Regions from separate parts of the Mus musculus genome. Here region 2 is linked to region 1. Evidence: chromatin contacts called from public Micro-C data. All regions are on one chromosome and are shown on one strand. Each heading gives the region's core, a stretch centred on a gene start, on an enhancer-like site or on the middle of the called end of the contact. The rest is flanking DNA. Distances are from core to core; before and after follow the strand shown.

Evidence for each region. A called contact is a pair of places that touch in the nucleus more often than the background predicts.
Region 2: a contact with region 1 is called in a Micro-C map of embryonic stem cells, with 2.4 times the contacts expected there. The contact joins the enhancer-like site here to the promoter of Carmil3 in region 1. A contact is called at or near these places in 1 of 39 promoter capture datasets (hippocampal neurons), 1 of 484 Hi-C or Micro-C datasets (embryonic stem cells) and 2 of 9 other capture datasets (adipose tissue and liver).

What each region holds. Positions count from the first base shown.
Region 1 is chr14:55,487,594-55,493,853 of GRCm38.p6, reverse strand. Carmil3 (capping protein regulator and myosin 1 linker 3) reads right to left here and starts at 2,785. Exons shown (of 40, transcript NM_001374104.1): 1 at 2,571-2,785; 2 at 888-982; 3 at 584-634; 4 at 417-476; 5 at 215-330; 6 at 1-26. The coding sequence starts at 2,610. Dhrs4 (dehydrogenase/reductase (SDR family) member 4) reads right to left here. Exons shown (of 8, transcript NM_001037938.2): 6 at 6,136-6,260; 7 at 5,639-5,694; 8 at 3,514-4,035. The coding sequence ends at 3,921.
Region 2 is chr14:55,355,936-55,362,195 of GRCm38.p6, reverse strand. No RefSeq gene overlaps it. Among named protein-coding and RNA genes, the nearest start is that of Gm52145, 80 kb to the left of the region's middle. Within about 2 kb of position 3,500, at least 7 of the 459 cell types and tissues checked have an H3K27ac peak or open chromatin away from gene starts, as enhancers often do. A contact at or near this core is called in embryonic stem cells, where this site is marked.

The DNA.
Region 1 (6,260 bases), core at 1,536-4,035:
CCGCATTTCCACGCCGGATCAAACACCTGGAATATGAATAAGTCGTCCCAGAGAAAGGTGGAAAGAGACTCTCAGTGCTTCCTGCATCACGGTGTTTGAGTCTCCAGGGAAGAGCAGAGAGAGCAAGCATTCTCGTTCCAGGAGACCAGATCAACAGGAAGGAGAAATCTACCTTTAGTCTAATCCTTTGGGAGACCCCTTGTCTGCCACTCACCCAGGGCCAGGGCAGACCTTGGAGAGGGCAGAGCTCACATGCCGTGTCACCTGGTCCACACTCTCGGCGGATGGCAGCCGCATGCTCACCGTGCCACGCTCAGTCTCCACCAGGATCTGAGGGGAAGGGATCAGTAGAGCCTCAGACGGCCGTTCCTTCTTCCAGGCGGCCCAGCGGTGGTGGCCTGGGACCCGGTACTCACCTGATTCTGACTGAGTGTGTTGAAGGCACGGATCTCCAGGACATTGAATGAGCTTTCCACCTGGTGGGGAGGGGTGGGGAGGATGCTCAGCTCCTGGTAAGGGCCTGTTACTAGACTTGAAGGGAGTATGCCAGGCAAGCCCTCTCCACCCCCGGAGCCTGACTTACCTTAGCTGGAACTTTAAGGGGAAAAAGGTGGAGACGCCAGGAAGTCAGGGCCTGCAGAGCAGAACATGAACAGCTTAGTGTAGCCTCTTGGGACATAGGGCCTTTGTTGTCTTTTAGCTCCTCAGCTTGGTCCCAAGATACCTTACCCCCTGCATTTCTCCTGCTCACCTTCAGACCCTGAACACTAACCCAGCCTGGTTCTGCCCTCTCCCTTAGGTTTTGTCTCCTCAGCACCACCCCAGCTGATTCTCTTGCCCACCTCCCTTGCCTGTCTCCTCTCCTCCCCCGGGACCGATGCTCTCACCAGCACTCTGTCTTCGAACTTCTTGGGTTTTGTCTCCAGTTTCACACGATGTTGCTGGAGCACAGCCCCCTGGCTCAGGCACCTCCGGATGCTGTCTGCAGATGGGTAGGACCTGCTCAGAACTTTCTCTTACCCCTACCACCCTGACTCCGCTCTCCAGAGAGAGAGACAGATGAGAGGAGAGAAACAGAGACACGTACGTACTAGACAGGGAGGTATGTATGGAGCAGAGATGGTCCTTTTTTTGGTGACTTTGTTATGGGAGGAAAGTAGGGAGAAAACTCTGGCTCCTGGTGTCCCTGAGTCAGGGGACAGTTGCTGAGTGGCACTGTCTGTGGGAACACGTGTCTTACACTTCTGAAGGTGTGAAGGATTTTCCCACCCACCCGTGCACTATAGTAACCATCAACACATATGCAGTGAGTCTCTCTCTCTCTCTCTCTCTCTCTCTCTCTCTCTCTCTCTCTCCCTCCCTCTCCCCCCTCTCTGTAGGGGTTTGGGAGTCCAGGATAGGAATGTTCCTTGACTGTACCCTAGGTGCTCTGGGGTATGAGAATCTGTTTTTTATTATGGCTGCATGCCTGTCTTCTGATGATGGCAGGGAACCGAGTATGGCATTTGTGGGGATAGGAAAGTGTGAATGAGTGCTGGCTTGCATATGAAAGGGGACCGGTGCCAGACAGTTCTTGTGAGGAGGGTGGGGTGAGAGAAGGGTTTAATGTTCCAGTGAGCCCATATCCGTTTTCTGACAGACCCATCCAAGTATTATGTGTGTGTGGTGTGTGTGTGTGTGTGTGTGTGTGTGTGTGTGTGTGTGTGTGTGGTGTGGTGTGGTGTGCATAGATGTGTGCAGTTTCTGTAAGGTGTGTGTACAAACATCTCGTGACTGTGCATGTGTAGGTGTCAGAGATCTCCAGAGTGCAATAGAGCTCTGAGTATCCTTGAGCGTCCTGCTTTCTGCATGGGCTAGCCTGTGCTCCTACCTTTGAGGATCAGGGTTGTGGCAGGGCTGGAGGGTCTGGGGGGGGGTGTAATTAGAGGAAAAACATCTGGGAATCACTGGTCCAGAGAGCTCTTGAGATGTGTGTGGATGGTGGGTGAGGAGAAGGGGGCAGGCTGGGACGGGGGCTGTTGGAAATGAGCCGCAGAAACCTAGCTTTTGGTTTTAGCTTCAGTCGGGGCCTCTGCCTGGACTCCCCTCCTATGCCCCACTGGCCTAGGCGCTAGGGGCCTCTCTAGGGCCAGTTCCGGGGCGGGGCCGGGAGGAGGGAGGGTGTTGAGATAAGCAGCAGTCAGGACCAGGGGCAGCTCCCAACGCCTGGCCCCGCCCGGCGAGGGTGGGAGAAAGCTGGGACTCTCCGGAGGGAAGACTGGATGCTTTGCAGAGGGGTGGGTCAAGAACGCTGAGAATCAGCCCCCAAGAGCGCCAGGGAACTGCTCCTGTCACCAAAGAGCGGGACGGGCGGCTCCGGGACAGGAAGGTTCTGATAGGGTGAGGCGAGTGGGGCAGAGAAGGATGCTCCACGGAAAGCAAAGCTGGGTCTAGAGATTCAGAGGAAGGGACTGCCTAAGAGCGAGGGATGCGTGAGGGGGCGGGAGGCGCCGGGCTGGGGTGTACCGCAGGAAAGCACTGGGTCTCGATGCTCGCGGACCCGGTGTCCGGAGATGAAGGCAACCTCGTACCTTGCAGCTCGCGGGTGAGCTCCACGCTGGCCTTGGCCATGGCGGCCGCCGCTGCTGCTGCCGCCGCCGCCGCTGCTGCTGCAGAGGAGCCGCCGCCGCCGCCGCCTCCCGAGAGGCGCCGCACATGCTAGTCCCGGCTCCGGCAGGGCCCGGCGCTGAGCGCTGCAGTAGCGGCGGAGCCCGCTCCCGTCAGGGGCGGCTGCGCGAGCGCTCCTCCCCCCCGGCTACTGAGCTCTGGGTCTCCCGCCCCTCCCGGAGAGTTGGCCAATGGAGCATGCGCGCTGAGCTTCCGAGCCGCGTGAGACCCCGCGCGCGCTCGCGACGACCCCTCCCGCGGACTACCTCGTGAGAAGCCCGGAGCGCGGCGCCTGGTGTCCGAGCTATCTCAGGGGCGGGGTGCAGCGTTTCTACTGGCGTGCCACCCACGCCTCGGCCACCCGAAGCAGAATTCTTCAATTTCTTTGTTTATGTGCTTCGGTACCCCTCCCCGGGTCATTCTTGTATGGCCCCGCCCTCCCACTCCTTCCAGCTCAGGAACGGTCCAGCTCGTCCTTGCTGACCCTGGAGGGAACTCTGAATCAAGGACGATGCTGCAAAAAGACCTGTCCGAACGTGCGGGAGGGAGTTAGTTCTTCTTCTTCTTCTTCTTTTTTTTTTTTTTTTTTTTTTTTTTTTTGCTCGCTAGTCTAGTCTCGGGGATCCCCGTGGCGTCCTTGGCACCGTCCCTGGGGGTGTGAGGCTAAGAGTAGCACCTGGGAGTTCCCGAGCTACCTCCCCCAACAGCTGGCAAGCAGCTCCGTGGCAGGCAGACGTAACCACCCTTGAGCGGCAAGCTCAGGCCTTGGAGATAGGGAGGAGGGCTAGGGAGAATTCAGAGATCCAGCACTGCTTAGACTTCTCAGATACACTAAGCACCTCACATTGAGAAATAAACACGCACTGATTCAGAGCAACGCGATCATCTTCATTTTATTTGTACCTTATACGTAAATTGTTAATTTCTATCTCTGTTCAGGTCTGTCCCTTCTATCTCTCCTCAAAGTGTCCAGAGGCGAGGATGAGAGGGATTTGATCTTCACTAAAGTAGCCACAGTCTTCTCAGCAAGCCCTTTTCCCACTACCTATCCCCCAGCTTCCCGCCCCCTCCCCAAAGCCGTTTTCAAGGCCATAGCAACAGCAAGGATGCTCATCTGACCACACTTCGACCACAGGGAAAGCAGGAACTTATCACTGGGCAGAACTGATTTTGTGAGGTGAACAAGATGTTAGGTGGTGGCAACGAAGGGCGACAGAGGCAAGGTGGACTGAGCCCGCCCCACACACCTGCCCTGGTAGGCTGTTTCTGGGTCCTCAGAGGCGAGAAGGGGTTCCTCCCCCCACTACTACGGTCTCTCCATTGATGTAACTGGCGTCTTCAGAGCATAAGAAGGAAACTATGCCAGCACAATCCTCTGGCTTGCCTAGCCTGGGAAACAGGAGACAAGGAGAAAGCAATTGTCAAATAGGTTAGCTAGCCTCTCTCATCTGGTTCACAGGACATGAAATTTGCTTAAGAATTATCAGGTGGGAGCTGGTGAGAAGGCTCAGCAGTTAGGAGCATTGGCCAGCTGCTTTCCAAAGGACCCAGGTTTAAGTTTCAGGACACACACACACACACACACACACACACACACACACACACACACACACACACACACACACGGCAGTTCACAACGGTCCAAAACTCCAATTCCAGGGGTGTGTGATGCCTTCTTCTGCCCTACAGGGACAGGAGCACCAGGATCATGTGTGGCACACAGACACGCATGTAGGCAAAACACCCATATGTATTTTAAAAATTGAAAAAAAAATTAGGTGATTTTTCTCAGAACCAGTGTACAACCTTTTTTTTTTTTGCCTATTAAATAGGGTGATTATGATTAGGTGCTTATAATTTATAGATGCATAAATACTGTATCTTGCAAAACCATGTTATATTTAAATATAGAAACACTGTTTTTAGATACCAGAATGCAAAGTCAGGCCGATAAAATGGTGAACAATTATTTGATGTTTCAAAAGAAATGATTTCAACATGTAAATATGCTATTTGAGTGTCAGAGAGTCGGTGCTGATAGGAAACGGCATGACCGAGGCGTTTCATTTGTACGGGTTCAGTGTAAAGATCCTCTTCAGCAATCTATTTTTTGTCCTCTTATCAACACATTTGTTTTATAAGGATGTGCTAAATCACACAGTTTGTACCGTGGTTCTGTATGTTCTAGGGGTGTCAGCGTGAGGGACAGAAAGGCCTAGTGTTTCTCCAACCTCTCTGCACAGTGTAGTCACCCGGAAGGGTTAATAAAAAGAAAAGGTAAAAGATGTATAAATTCTACCATGGGTCAGTTAAAGAGGAGACCCTGGAAGGGTGCAGTAAGCAGGCGCACTACTGAAAGCTCCTCTAGATGCTTCAAACGTGCAGCCGGGATTCAGATGCTTAGGATTAGATGACTCACTGGGGTCCTAGGATGGCAATACTGTTAACCGAGCCTAAAGCTCATGCCTAGCCTCAGCTTGACTTTGGGAGGACTTGAGGAAGTCTGGAGTGTTTGGACTAGTGAAGAGGTAGGCACTGCCAGCGTTTGCCCTTGAGGGGTCAAGCTAGAGCAGCCGGAAGGCAGAGAGAGGCAGTGGACCTAGAACAATGGAGACCTAGCAAAACTGTCTGCGAGCTTCAGCCAGCCCACTGGGGAAGAGAGCAAGTCGCACAGGCACAGTCTGGCCTCAGGACAGCTTCGCAGTGATTTTATTTGGGTTGTGGGATTGTCAGGCTGAGCTTGGGAAACACCACGATCTCCTGGGTTCTGGTCTCCACAGGTGCCAGAGAGGCAGACAGTGGACAAGGGCTCTGCTTTGGGCCAGCTCTGATGCCTTTGGTTTTTGTACTGGAAGCAGTGTCCTTGGTCAGGTGATAGGAGTGATAGGGTCTATGAATCTGTGACATCTACAAGGCTCATGCTGTGTTATCTGTGGGACTGAGAGTCAGGGGAGAGCTTTCTGTCTATCCACACTAACCCTGACCTGCTTACCTTCTGATTTGCATGGCTTCTTTTATGAAGTCCTCTCTTGCTTTCTCCTCCCACAACTGCGGGAAGAAGGGAAATCTTTTCATGTGCAGGAAGAGGGAAAGCACGGAAAGAGAATGGAGGAACACTACAGCCTGTTAGGGAAGGGTTCAAATTCCCAACTCTTGTTGCTTCTCCACTCTCTTCCCTCTCCACTGCCAGTCTCTTCTTCACCCTTTCAAGTCTTATACAGGTATCTTGTTAGGTCTCCTTAGTTCTCATCCACTTTAGGAGACAGGATACAATATGGGTACAGCCTGAATTTCTGACTCTGCTTCACTTGGTAGAGCCCAGTAGGAAAGGGGTATGTGGGAGTCTGACCTAGGGGAGGTGTCTGGTAAGGACAAGGGTATGAGGAAGCATAGGCGGCAGGGATGGAGTTGGGGGGTGGGTTTAGTAGTTGGGTCTGGGCTTCCCCATCCTTTCAAGGGATCTTGGGGTACAATGTTTTTCCTTCTCACCACACTGCTGAATCGAGTCTTGATGAGTCCAGGTGCTAAGCAGTTCACTCGAATGTTCTTCGGGGCCAACTCCGCTGCAAAGTTCTTAGTAAGACCCAGCAAAGCTGTTTTGCTAACATTGTAAG
Region 2 (6,260 bases), core at 2,251-4,750, 130 kb after region 1:
GACCACTGGGTGAGCGCTCTTAGCAAACGCATTAAAAGATTGCGCCAGCAGCTTCCAGCTCCATGGCCAGAGACCCTTGCTGGACTGTAACAGCTATTCCTGGTGGACAGGACAAAGATGGCTACTTTTTACGTCCTGTAACCTTCCATTTGCTAGAGCTCAGTGTGACTGAGGAATTGAAGAACACAACCCTAAGATCTAAGGCTCAGGGAGCATGGTGGAAGAGGAGGTAGAAAGACTATAAGAGGCAGAGGACCAGGTCATTTGCTGTGAGATACTGTCTTCTGTGTATGTCAGGGAGCTGCACCTGGGACATCTTAACGCTGTGGTCTCCTAAGAAGACTTACGTAAGGACAGTACCAGCATGGATGGGGAGATCTCACAGAGCCCATTCCTTGATGAAGAGTTACAGGCAAGTAATGGTTGCTGAGGGGGGTGGGGGATCAGTGTTCTCCAGGAATGAGCCCCCTGATAGGTCACTGAATCCCAAGGGATCAGCTCTAAACACACAAGCAACACTACATGGGCTCAGCAGACTCCATTCATATATACATATGTGTATACATACATGTGTGCTCTGTATGTGTGACAAAAATAACTAAAGAAGAAAAGGATGAGAGAATGCACAGACATCGGAGGAGTCAGAACAAGAAGAGAGGGTGGAAATGAGGAAATACAGTACGCACATATGAAATACAGAATGGCTGTCTAGCTGAGAGTGGGGAAGGCTCACAAAACCCTACCAATAGTGGGGAACCAATGATAGCTGATGGTTTCTGGGGAAAGGAGAAGTGAATGAAAAAAAGAAAAAGAATATGGTTGGTCCTAGGTATGGAGGAGGAGAAAGTTCATTATAGAGATACCGGAGAGCAGAGAGGCAGTGACACTTAGGAGAGTCTAGAATGGACATGACCAGACTGAACTGAGCTGTGTGGGGAGGGATCAAAGGAGGAGGGAGAGCTGGGGAATCAGTAGCAGCCCGGGAGGGTGGGGTGGTGTCAAAGGTACCAAGTGGGTGGGTAGCCAAAATGGTTGGATTATATCCGGAAGAGCATCTGGGGGAAGGGCAGCCCACTCCCTGGGCTGGAGAAGTTTAAAGTATGGGACAAGGCATACCAGCCACACCCTGTAACAGGTAGGGACTGAGGGATGCTGGGAGAACTTGGTGGCCAGGTCTGTTTTGATATCTTAAAAAGGCACCTCAGCCATTTGTCCCAGGTTTGAAACCTAACAGAGTCTAAGTTTTCTTTAAGAGTGGTCCTTGGCAGGTCTACCACTATCTAGTTGATGGCTCCACACCAATGATTATATGGGCAATGCAAATTTCTCTCTGTGATTTATAAAAAGAAAATGAGAACATGAAATTAGGAGGGGTGGGACTGGAGGGTGCATCTGGGGGAGCTAAGGAAGGACTGTGTGTGTGGAGGGGGTTGAAGCTGGTAAATATATTGTATGGATGTGTAACATTCTCAAATAATAAAAAATGTAAAATTCTACATATTTATCTTTATAATCACAGATGAGTGTAGTCCTCAACCCTCATCAAGAAAACTCTTTGCAACAGATGGAGACCATTGCAGAAAACCAAAGCCAATCAAAATGCAGAGCAGTGAAGCCCAGGCCTAATGGATACATCTATAAACTGGATCTGAGGCTCAGGAAACAAAGCAGAGCAGAGGCAGAAAGACAGTAAGAGCCGTGGGATCATGGAGTAAGACAGTAAGAGCCGTGGGATCATGGAGTTAACTGTGAGATCATGTGTCCGAGTAATGTCAAATGTTATACCCATAAAGTCTCACCAGCATGCTGCCAAACATGCTGCCAAACATGAGCTGAACAAAAACACCAGCACCAGACATGCTAAAGGAGATGGGGGTGGGGGGAAGCCCACAGGGTCTCAACTATAGACCAAGAGCTACAGACATTAGGAATGCGGTGAGCAGGAGAAATGGTCTAAGCTTGGGGAAAAGAGGACACCAATCAGTTGTCCAAGACCAAATGGTCAGCCCTGAAAACATACATACAAGTACCATTATTCAGATTGGGAAGGCTATCCTTTGGAATATATATGTGCAAATACATATAGATCCTCGTGTAACAACAATTAATGACAAAAGAGGCCAGGAATTTAAAGGAGAGCATGTAAAGGTTATGGGAGAGTTTGGAGGAAAGAAAGGGCAGGAGAAAGGGATGAGATTGTATTATAATCTCAAAAATAAAATCAATAATTAAAAAAATGAAAAGGAATGGCTGGTTAAATGCATGGCCTGGCTGTAGATGATGGTTGATACTAATTGGTGCAAGTGTCACTGACTGACATTAAGTGAGAGGGACAGATGTCCTTCTGTCTTTGGGCCATCTGGGGACAGCACAGAAGAGAGTACATGGGTCACACGACGGACTCTTGTCCATCTCTGCAGACTCCTATTTCTCCAGTGTTTAGCAGAATATTGAGATAAGAATGACTTAAGGAAGTTGGCCATTTAAACCAAAGGGAGCTAAGGACAATGTGGATGTCAGTGGAGTGCATACAAATCTGTGATGGGGAGCAAGCACTGTAGCCAACAATGCTGGTTCTCATTTCCCATCAGTGTTCAATATTTCCGCAAACAGTAGTTTGTGGCAAGTCCCCACCAGGGGCTTTGTCTGGCCAGAAGACACTCATCTTGAGAGGACAGAAAGCCAAGGGATTCTTTAATAAATTAACAGCGTGAGTGTTTGAACACCTCCACGTAGAAAAGGCACTGTGGTTCCACAAAGACTTAAAAACAGAATTACCATATAATCTAGTAACTCATTGTACTAGACCACAGTCGATCCCTGAAGGGAGTTAGGGCAGGAACACAAGTTAGTGGCTGCAGGAGCAGATGCAGAGGCTGTGAAGATGTGCTGCTTACTGGCTGTCTCCCCAGGTATGGCTCAGCACACACACACACAAACACACACACACACACATATATATATATCTCCCCACAGGATTGCTCACAGGCATTTTCTCAATTCAGATTCTCTCTTCCCACATATCTCTAGGTTTGTGTGTTAAGTTGACAAAACCCAACATAGACATGTCGCATTTCTGAGGCATAGCTCATGAGAAATACTCAGAGGGCACAGAAGTTACAATTATCAGATTTAGCAAATACAGGACCCCCCCCCCCCCACCGCCAAGAAATTAGAATTTCAGGTGAATGACAAGTATTTCCTATTCTATCCCACCTCTCCTCACTCAGCAACTAAAAGAAATTGTTTGTAATCTGTATCTATTTGATAAAGATTTATATATACACTATTCAAAGGATTCTTAAAACTTTGGTGGTAAGAAAACAACCAGATTAAAAATGTACTAGAGATCTAAGCAGACCTCACCAAAGGAGATATGCAAATGATAAACAAGCATGTTTAGAGGTTTTCTAGTCTTTTCCTCACCAGGGAAATGCAAGACAAGAGGATGGAGGGACAGCACAACACACCTATTGGAAAGGCCAAACCCAAAATTCCTGGCTGCAGCTAATGTTAGTAGGCTGTGGAACAACAACAGGAGTGGCTGTTCCCTGCTGCTGGGAAAGCACAATGCACAGAATTCTGAAAGAGAATTTGATGGCTCTTTGCAAAACTAAGCAGGTTTTTTGCATATGTGTGAGCAGTGGGCGTTCATCCTCACTCATCATGACTGTTTGAGTAGGTAGGGGAGTAAACTATGGGGTATCCAGACAACGGAATAATATTATTTGCTTAAGGAAGTTTGATAGTAGTATTTGTGTGTTTATTTGTCAGTGGTGGGGATTGAACCCGGGGCTGCACACTCATAGATTGCCTTGGTAGTGAGACAGGATTCCAAAGAGGAAAACCTTGTACAGTCATCCTACAAAGGAATGACAGCTGAGACAGCCTGTCTTGCCTTAAGCAAAGAACTTCTGGAAGGAGAAGCTTCAGGAGAGAAACTGCAACATCTCCCCTCTTTCTAAGCCCTTCACTCTGCTCCTACACAGGGTCACAGTCAGCTTTTCCCCTTGGCAGAGCCCTCAATTTCCCACAGGAGAGAGGCTGACCCTTGCTTGTTGTGTGTGCTAATAAACACAGTCCCATCTGTTGAAGGTCAGACACCTGTCTCTTTCTGCCTTCTGTCTCTTTACCCTGCCTCAGAAATCAAGTGCTCAAACACTGGGCTGCATCACCATCTTAGACAAAGGAATGTTATTTACTGCTCAAAAAATTAAAGTTATTCTCCATGAAAATCCACGGAGAAAGACTGATGGCGTGTGATTGAGTGAAGGAAGCCATTCTGGAAATGACACTGTGATTCTAAGGGTGTCACATCCTGGGATAGCAAAACTATGGTGACAGTGAAGCTGACCAGTGGGTGGGTATGGAATGCTGTGGTAAAGGGAGGGATGAGCGGGGGAGGTAAAGAGGATTTTAGGGCAATGAAATTGCTCTGTATGATAGTTTAGACAAAGACATGCCACTATATCACAGTTATTCAAATGGCACAACTCTCAGCAGTGGGCCCTGCTGTAAACCATGGACATCCAGGCTTATGTGTTAACTCCACCAGATGAAAATAAGACCATCACCATATTTTTTGAGCCAAGTTTGAAGCAAACTTTATCAAATAAAGTCAGGATACTGGCTAGGTCAGTACCCAAGACTCAAGATTCCCAGAGACGGCTCACAAATCAAGTTAGTCAGATGTTCATAAAGGCAACCCCCACCAGGCCACATGTTTCCTATCTTTGTCCAGTACTAGCACACACCCTGATGTACTTCCTGCCTCCATAGCTCCCACCTACATGGGACCAAGCACTCTCTGAGCAGCTGGGGCAACCAACCTTGTTTACAGAAGAGAAAACACTTGACTTGTGGTCGTTCATGAATAGCAGCCCCCAGCATTCAGGAGGTTACCTGTCCTTGGGCAAGTGGGACTTACAGGTTAGAGGCATTTGTGTTTTATAGATCTCTTAAGCAGAGTAATTAAAATATAAGACATAACTTTAGCCCTCACACATGTCCTGTCGGCATAGGCTCATCAGTGATGACTTTCCTGCTCTGGTGGAAATGATGGTGTGATGGTCTAGAGTATGTGGGAATTTCTGCACTCCTCTCAGGGTTGTAGTGAACTTAAAATCTGGTCTCTTTTTTGAAACTATTTTTTAAAAACATTTTAAGCGTGTGTGTGTGTGTGTGTGTGTGTGTTTGTGTGTGTTGGAGAGCATATACATATGAGTACAGCTATCTATGGAGTGGCCAGATGCCCTGGAGCTGAGTTACAGGCAATTGTGAGCCACCTGATATGGGTCCTGAGAACCAAACTTGGGTCCTCTGCAAGAGCAATATGTACTTTTAACTATTAGGTAGCCTCTCGGGCTCCCAAGTGTTGCATTGTGTTGTGTTTTGTTTGTATGAAACACAGTAAAAAGAAAACCTGAACTGAGACCCACATGAGTTTTACAGTGCACTGATGGCCAGGACCTACAATCTTAGAGTCCCTACTATTATGGGGAGCTCACCAGAGATGATAGTTTCAATTGGCTTTACATTCAGATAAAGCCAATTCGAAGTCTTTACTCCATCTAGCTGGGAACACACCCAATTGTTTGGGGACGTAGATGTGGCCCCCAGTATCTCTAACATGGAGTTTTTAAGGGCAAAATCCACATCTTGTCATCTCTTTCCACAGCCACATGGGGGCTTTGCAAAAGCAAATAGTTTTTTTTTCTTTTTTTTTAATTACGTATTTTCTTCAATTACATTTCCAATGCTATCCCAAAAGTCCCCCCCCCCACTCCCCTACCCACCCATTCCCATTTTTTGGCCCTGGCATTCCCCTGTACTGGGGCATATAACGTTTACCTGACCAATGGGCCTCTCTTTCCAGTGATGGCCGACTAGGTCATCTTTTGATACATATGCAGCTAGAGTCAAGAGCTTTGGGGTACTGGTTAGTTCATAATGTTGTTCCTCCGATAGGGTTGCAGATCTCTTTAGCTCCTTGGATACTTTCTCTAGCTCCTCCATTGGGGGCCCTGTGATCCATCCAATAGTTGACTGTGAGCATCCACTTCTGTGTTTGCTAGGTCCCGGCCTAGTCTCACAAGGGACAGCTATATCATCGTCCTTGCAACAAAGGTTTGCTAGTGTATGCAATGGTGTCATCGCTTGGAGGCTAATTATGGGATGGATCCCTGGATATGGCAGTCTCTAGATGGACCATCCTTTTGTCTCAGCTCCAAACTTTGTCTCTGTAACTCCTTCCATGGGTG